2 separate regions of the Capra hircus genome follow, and region 1 is linked to region 2. A link is a contact called in public Hi-C data. All regions are on one chromosome and are shown on one strand. The core of a region is the stretch at or near the end of the contact, and the rest is flanking DNA. Distances in the headings are between cores, read along the strand shown.

Region 1 (4,101 bases), core at 1,376-3,875, 120 kb before region 2:
GTTCTCATGGTAATCATGATAAATCTTATGTTGAGAACAGACCTAACAAAGATCTCTGAACATGCGCCAAAAAGTTATTAAAATATTCAATACTTCTTTGAAACAACCAATGAAAAACTATAACCTTCACAAGGGGTCATTCCATTTACCAGGGGTGTTCCCCATATTAACAACCAAAGCTGGTACACGTTGGAATAAAAAAAACCTCTTATAAAACTAATGGTGAACCTTGCAACAATTTTTATGCCATTAACAAATAATTAAGTTCCTTAACAGTAAGAAAAACTTTTTCCTTGTACATGTTGTTTTCATACTCCATTCGGTTTAGTGCCTTGCCCTCTAGGTCTGATTCTAACAACTCAAATGGCAAAAAAAAAAAAAAAATAGTCGTTTATGGATTTAATGGTTGTGATTACATATATTACATGGTGCAAGACAGCAGAACTGGGGTGAAAACATATATATTCCAAAGCAGCAGGAAAACCTCGATTTAAGAGCAAAAAGTATAAACACAAATCACAAGCCTAACCACTCTCAGGCATATTTTCTGCTGCCCCTCCTCCACAGGTAAACGCTAACTATTTCTAGAACGGCGCTCAATGATAATTTCCGAAGCTTGCTTGCCATGAACTCCCATGATACAACCCAACATACACACTGTTTTCATGGAGACAAAGCTGCCCTATTTCGCCAGACTATAAACTTATTAAAAGAGTGAGAACGTACAGTCCCAGGAAGTCAAGATTACTAAAATACACCAATGCAGCATGAGTCTGATTTAACAAAAATGAAAATAAACCACACTGGGAAAACCAAAAAGTCACTCACTGTATCTTCAGCGTGTAATCAGGATATTTATCACTTTTTTTTTTTTAAGTAAATGAAAACACCACCAGGGCCTCATATTATCCGACCAGATAAAGGAGTCTTTAGGAAAAAAGGGGGGAGGAAAATGATTACCTAATTATATGGGGGAGGGGGAATTAAACCATTCAGACTAAAAATAACCTACATTTCACCCACCATATTTTATGAGCAAGCTTGTTTAGATCAACAGAAGGGTCTTCCTTGGAAAACCAGAAAGCCAACAGTCAACTTCCCTCAGTCAACTATAAATCATATAGGCACTAAAACTCTTCACCTTGATGCCCGCACAGTCCACCGTTTTAAGCAAACTCCAGACACAGAAAAATCTAGTTTTTAACTTGGTTCCAACACTTTAGTCATTCGTAATCACCACATTATTTTCGAGAATATCATTAGACAAGCTAAGAACGGGAGCGTTTTTTAAAAGCCATTACAACTCAAATTTTACATGAAACACACCATTTTCACAACCCAAATTTATTCTCGGTTGCCCCTGCAAAGTGATGCCTATTTCAGCAAATTAGGAACTTCCAAAAATACTGAACACGCTCACACACGCATGGCTTCCCTCGAGCTGCCATTTCAGATTAATATTTCACTGAAATAAAAGTCTGCTGCTGTTCAAAAAATGACATCGGTTGCAAAGAGGAAGTTACCGAGAAACCACCCTCACAACGTGGCCTTTACACTGTCAGAAAATAATGTGACTCTGAGCCACCCAAAACTTACCAGGAAGCTAGCAATAACTTTGCCAATTCTACACTTCTGAACCCAACTTCAAAAAGGCTCTATCAAATGCCTCCTCAAGACGCTAAAAAGCTCTAAGTTACAAATAAACACGTCCCGGAGTGCGGCCCTGCGGCCGCGCGCCCCTCCCCCCCTGCACCCCCGCCCGGGACGCGCGCCCCAACAGCCGCCCCCCGCACGCCGGCCGGGGTCGCCGCGCCGGGGCCTGGGCCGCGCCGGGGGAGGGGCGCGGACTTCCATCGCTGCCCGAGGTTTCGCCAAAAAACGTGCACCGAAGCCCTCTCCCCTGCTAAAAATAGGCTATCAAGGAGTCGGCCTCATGATGGCTCCTTGATTCAATTTGCTGCAAATTCTTTCCTGAAAGCCTCCCCCACAGACACACACACACACACACCACACACAAAAAGGGGGTGTAGATGCACGAAGGGTGGAAGAGGGGGAGCAGGCCGACGTGCACATTTTCGGGGACAACAACATAATAAGGGTGAGGATCCCCCGGGACCAGGAAAGGGTAGGGGGTGGGCAGGCACGTGAGCATTTCAAAGAAGCCTGGGAGAGCAAAAAGGGGGGATGGGGCACCCTAAATGCCGTCCCTCCCTCCCCTCCCCCATCAAACCCCTAGCTCCCCGAAGGGCCAAGTTGAAAAATGCATGTTCCACTTGCGCCCATCCCCCCCACCACCACCGCGGCCTGGCGCCCCCCAGACCACCGCGGCCCGCGCCCCCCGCCCCGGCCCGCGGCCGCCCCAGCCCCGGGGTCCGGCCCCTGGCGCTTACCTGGAAACGGTGGCCTCCGACGCCGCTCCCCCCCTCCCGGGAATGGAGGCACAAGGAAATTCCCCTCCTCGCCGCCGCCGCCACCTCCAACCACCCCCAAAATAACCCCTCCGGGGGGTGAGAGGCAATTATAACCCCGGCGAGCGGAGGGCGCGGGGGATGGGCGCCGGGCGGGCGGGGGCGGGGAGCGCGGCGCGGGTCCCCAGGTGGCGAGCGGAGGTGCTCCCGCCGCGGGGGGAGGGGCGGGGGCGCACGCGGCCGGCGGCGGGGGGAGGCGGCGCGCGGGGGAAGGGCGCGAGCGGGGAGAGGAATTGAGGCAGAAGGTAAAAGCTGTTACTAAGGGAAAGAGCCAAACGGTTCGGAGCAGCCAACGGCTCAGACACTCAACACTGGGGAGAGAGGAATGGGGACCAGCCAGGCACAAATGAGCTCGCGAGGCCCGCGGCGGCGGCGGCGGCGGCCGCGCAGCAAAACAAACCCGAGCGGCCTGCGCCGGGCGGGCGCGCGGGGGAGGGGCCGGCGGGGGAGGGGCGCGGCGGACGCGGGGAGGAGGCGGCGGCGGCGGCGCGGCGGGGGGGGCCTCCGCCGGCCCCGCTCCTCTGCCTCCCGCCCGCCGCGGCGGCGCTGGGGGCTGGGCGGGTGCGGCGCAGGCGTTTAAAAAGAAAGCAAGACCCGCGGGCGCTCCCAGGCGCCGCCGGGCCCCCGGCCGCCCCGCCCCCACCGCCGCGCGCCGCCGGGTGCGGGGCGCCTCCGGGCCGGGTGGGGGCGGGGAGGCGCCGGTTAACTTTCCCGGGGAGGCCAGCCGGGCTCCGGCGCGGTCGGGGGCGGCCTGGCCCCGCGCGCACCCGGGCAGCGCGGCGCGGCCGGCGGGCCACACGCACGCGGTGAGCATGTGCGGAGAGCGCGGCGCAGGCATCATATGGACATTTGTTTGGGAAAAGAGCTGCTCGCACCTTTGTGTGCATAAATACATATGTTTCTCGGAAGCCTACCTGGAAAGGGGCTTTATCTGTAATAAGCGATTTTCAAAATGTGATCCAGAGCACCGGCTCTGTGGAGAAAACACGCGCACACAAGAAAAGGGTTTTGATACTAAACACAAAGCTGTAATTGAAGTGTTTATGCCCAAATGTACTGTGAATTAAACATATGGTGGTATTTATCGTCTGGTGGGTCTGTTTGAAAGGTTTTGTCGATCAGTTCTCGTTTTACAAAAATAAAATAATGAACTAAATGTTTGCTAAACATACATACCTCTACGGCAGCATCGACAGTAGAAGTTTATTCACTTTGTCTACTTTTTGCATGTGTGTAGCTCATCAAGGCGGTTTATAGATTATAACTTAGATGAGTGATCATGTAACAATATTGGTGAGGGCAGCGGGTTGTTTTTAAAAAGGGTGGCACTTCACAGGTTTGAAATAAATGTGTTTGGTGTAAGGTCCTCAAAAAGCAGAGCTTGGGGTTTTCTAGGACCTTTGTATAAGCCTAAGGTATTAAAAAAGCAGCTTACTCCTTTAAGATTTGGCCTGGAAGAAACCTTTTTTGTTAATATTTTCAGTTACTGCTGTCTTCAAAGTAAAATAACAATTTGCAGCCTTTTTAAAAGGTTAAGGGGTTCTGTTTTCCTACTTTTGTGCTTTCATATTTGGAAATTGGGGTAGTCAATATTGTAAAGCAATGGTAGTTTCCTCTCAGTATCAGAGACCTA
Region 2 (4,213 bases), core at 806-3,305:
CTTCTCTTCGCTCTTCCTATTCACTCGAATAAACCCTATTTACCACCAGGGCAGAAGAAATGGGCTTCCAGGAGACTGCAGGCGTAGGTAATGTTTCCCCTTTCAGTGAACCAGTGGAAGGCTCCCCCTCCAACAGCCTCCAGGACACTTCCTGTGCACTCACATGTCACTCAATTCATTATGAAGAGCATTTAGGGAGTACCGTGTTATGAGGCACTGACCGTGGGGGGTGGGGGTGGGGGAGGGGTAAAAGACAGTTCTGCTTTCTGGGGGTTTATGGTAGTTAGGGAGCTAGTCTGGAACTCAGCTAAGATATTGCACAAGTCAGAATAATAAATGCCATGTTGGTATATTATTAGGACTTTTGGTTTCAAGCACTAAAAATGCAAACTGAGGTAAACAACAAGAGGAATTTGTTGTAAAACTCCTGGGCTGTCACAAAGATTCAGGGACAGAGGCAGTTGCACGGCCAACGGCAGACCTCCCTCGGCTGCTCTGCCTTCTCAGCCTGTCCCTGTTCCCGGCCCTCTACCTCTGTCTTCAGGTTGGTCTTTCCTCCACTTGATCAGAAAATGGTCACAGAGAAGGTTCCCAACATTATAACATTTTGCAGCTTTAGCCCCGGGGAGAAACTGACTTTTTCACTTCCAGTTTCAAAATTCTCCAAGGGGGCTTCTGATTGGACTAAAAGTGTCAGCTCTTCACTTTTGGACCACGTGCAAGGTGGCAGAGGAGAGGATTTGGGAAAAGGCCATGAACGCGCTTAGGTCAGAGGCACATTCCCCAGGGCACCCCAACCTTGGTAGTAAAGTGCCTCTTCCCAGGGTCCCCGTGGAGGGAGGGGGGCGCTGAGAGTCAGTGGGCTCTAGAGAGCCCGGAGGGTAGGGGGAACAGCGGGCCCCACAGTCCAGCAAACCACCCTGGGACTCTGGCCTGACAGATGACACTGCTAGTGAAGGCAAAGGACTGGAATATTCGAAGGCTGGAGTCTCTTATGAAATCCGGCTTTCATTTAATCCTCCCAGCAGTGACTGCGGGGATTACTGCTTCCCGCTTTCCACGGATAAAGGATACAGAGAGGTTAAGCACTCTGTCTACACGCACACAGCTAATAAGGGGTAGAACAGGACTGGGAACCAGGGGGCCCGCCTGGGGCTTCCATGAACAAACCTGGTGGGGCAGGGAACGCGGGGAGAGGCAGGCTGGAGCTCTGAGGAGGAGCAGTCTGGCCCTGGGGCGTTGGGTTGAAGTTCTGCGGACGTGGACTTCTGGGAGGGTTTCAGCAGGTCGAGGAGAGGGACTGAGGGAGCTGCGCCAGCAGGCAGCGGTCTAGGTGCCTAGTCCCAGAGATGCCCCCAGCGAAGCTGGGTGCGCGGGAGGGCGGAGGGCCAGCAGGAGCTGCTAGGCCCGAAAGGGAGGCAGAGGCCTGGTGGGGAAGGCCACGCCCCAGCCTGGAGTGCTTATCCCCAGATCCCGGCCTCCAAATGCAATTCCATTTAAGGGCAGCCTGGCCCGATTCACACCTAGCCTTGAAGATGACTGGGCGCCCTGTGGTCGGTTTGCAGGGTGAGAACAGGAACCTACAATCCGGCACCTGCACTCCCAGCGCCATAAAGGAAGCCAGTCACATCCCATAAAATGTCACCACCGCTGAGGTGCAATTTCCAAGGGGATCTCTAGCAGAGGGCAATACTCTGCGGCCGGCGACCGTCACATCTGCGAATTCACCGCAGCTGGGGCGGCAGGCTCTGGTGTAGGGCAGGGGAAGGGCAGGGGCCCCCTTTCTAGCCCTCTGCTCCCCGTTTTGTAAGGCGGCTCGGCCACGTGGTGAAAGCTGCCGGGGGGAGAGGGGGAGGGTGGTGGTTGTCAAGGGGGGTGGCCTGAGCAATTTCTGCCGGAGAGGTGTTTGACCAAACGCAAAGAGCTCGGGAGCGGGAGCCCGGAGCCGTGCCCGGGCTGGGCCGCGGACACCGACGCCGCCTTGGCGGAGCCTGAGCGCTGAGCCGCTGCCGCCCCTCCCCCCGGCCTGGTCCGCGAGCTCATTTTCGCTTGGCCGGTCCCCGCGCTGCCGGATGGATCGCGCCCCACCCCCGCTCCTCTGCTCAGTCATTCAGACTTGGAAAGTCAATAACACGCTGACATCATCAGGGGTTTGTGTATTATTACACGGCTACTTTCCAGAGTACCTGGCATTATCTAAGAGAGGAGCACTCCGGCTGCCCCAGGGAGGGCCTGAGACGCGGGGCGACTACCCACGCCAGGCCTTTTCCTCCTTGGGAGCATCTTCAGGGCACCGATTAGAAACAGATTATGAGCTTTTGCTGTGCTAAATGCAGAGGCACTTTAGTTATCGATACAGGCTTCATGTTGGCTGGGGGTGTACTTAATCATTCCTAAGTGACCTCTATTTCTACCAAAGACATCCACTTGGTCTTTAGGAAGCATTTTTAGTGATCCTCACAAAGGAAAAAAAGGCATCTTTTATGACAGGAAGCCAAAGGCTGATTCTTTTGAGACTCTGGGGGTTTGTGTGTGCGAATCTCTATTATGTAATCGCCATCACGGGTGATTAGGTCTTCTCTTTCCCTCCAGGGTTGGCTCGGGTGGTTTGGTTGCTGTGTTTTTCTTAAGCCTCATGCAGAGCAAACACATACATAAAAAACATGTCCCAGATTTACGGTGCAAAACTACTCTCCAAGCAAACTGCCTTAGAAGAGTGTCTCATTTTGAAGGAGGGAAATGATGAATTTGTTGTTAATGAAGACTCCTTATCTTACTACTCTGGCATTTCCTTTTCCTAGAATGAGCTTTTAAGAATCATTTAATGTATTTTAGATATTCTCTCCCCTCCCTCCTGTTGTAATGGTCCTTATAATGGCTTAAATAACGAAGTGTATAATTACTGCACTTTGTTCTGTGGATACACACACAAACACCACCCAGTTAAAATATGTAAAACTTACACAACATGGTACCTTTTCTGTTTCATCAAACAGGCTCTTCTCTTCCACACACAGGGCTAATCCTATTTAAATTTTCTTAAATTTTAAATTGCAAAAAATGGCAACCAGCAGGGAACTGGCTATCTGGAGACTTAGAAGGGGAGTGCAGTTCTTCCCGGCCTGATCACATCCCTCTGTACCCTTGGCTGGGACTGATCACTTACTGATATGAAGTACATTGGAGCTGCCTGGGGACTGGGGAGGAAGCAAAGCAGCCATGTTTCTCAGCAGTGTAGTGCTTTGCCTCTGTGCACTTGATCATTTCAGGAGAACTTGTAGTGGATCATGACCACTTCCCTCTAGACGGCTTGAGGGAAAAATTTCCCTACAACGTGTGCACTTCTAAAATCGCCTCCACAGGCTTGCCCTACAGCTCTCCTGCCCCCACCTACAATTTTGCGCTGGAAATTTCTGAAGTCCAGCTCTCCACAATGGTTCAGTAGGTGTTAGGGTGCAATGGGTGGGATTCTCCCGCTCCCAGTGCACTGTGTACTTAGGGGGTTTCCCTCAGCTCCTTAGGAGTGTGCAGACTGGAGAGTCTGACCCTTTGGTTGTCAAGATGAAGAGGCTCTCACATCTTGAAGCACTTCTGTTTTCTCGCCTGCCTGCCCTTCGGCCTTTGCCTAAGCCCCTTCTAGGCATGACTGACCCAAATAGAGGTCCTCTCTAGACAGGGAAGTCAACCATCTTGTTCTGGATGTTGAGCTTTGATATTAATAGTGGACAACTAACTTCCTGTCCGAGAGCTTCTGCCTAAGCAGGGGAGGACAAAGGTCAGAGGACCACTTGGGCAGAAGCATCAGGGCAGGAAGCTGGTTGCTAGCTATGTAGGCTTCAGAACTAGGTGGCTGACACCTTTGCTGAGCATGGAGCCGGTATTGGCTAGGAAGAGGGGAGAACTCAGTGCAATGGAACTAAGCTGGGGAGACCGAGAAGCATGATTCTTGGTCCTAGAGGAGCTTACGTTCCAAGAGGCAGACACACAGACATCAGCCAGAGAGCATGCCCTTGGCACAGACATGAGAGGTCCCTGTGTACCGGTGAGGCGAGGAAGAAGAACTCCAGGTGACCTGTGGCATCTGGCCACTCCTCCCACAACTGACCCTGGAAGAAATTTGATGGCTTGATGGGCCCAGAAACAGTCCTGCAGGAGTGAAGGGATGTTTCCTCCATTCCTCTGGGGAAGAGAGGTTAGCTTCTAGGCCTTTATT

The links. Hi-C and Micro-C count contacts between places; a contact is called where the count stands out from the background.
Region 1: a contact with region 2 is called in a Hi-C map of blood, with 4 times the contacts expected there. The contact joins the promoter of TBL1XR1 here to the enhancer-like site in region 2. A contact is called at or near these places in 3 of 5 Hi-C or Micro-C datasets (all in blood).

Annotation. Positions count from the first base shown.
Region 1 is chr1:89,483,501-89,487,601 of ARS1.2, reverse strand. TBL1XR1 (F-box-like/WD repeat-containing protein TBL1XR1) reads right to left here and starts at 2,625. Exons shown (of 17, transcript XM_018047615.1): 1 at 2,391-2,625.
Region 2 is chr1:89,359,318-89,363,530 of ARS1.2, reverse strand. No RefSeq gene overlaps it. Among named protein-coding and RNA genes, the nearest start is that of TRNAC-GCA, 110 kb to the right of the region's middle. Within about 2 kb of position 2,055, at least 5 of the 5 cell types and tissues checked have an H3K27ac peak or open chromatin away from gene starts, as enhancers often do.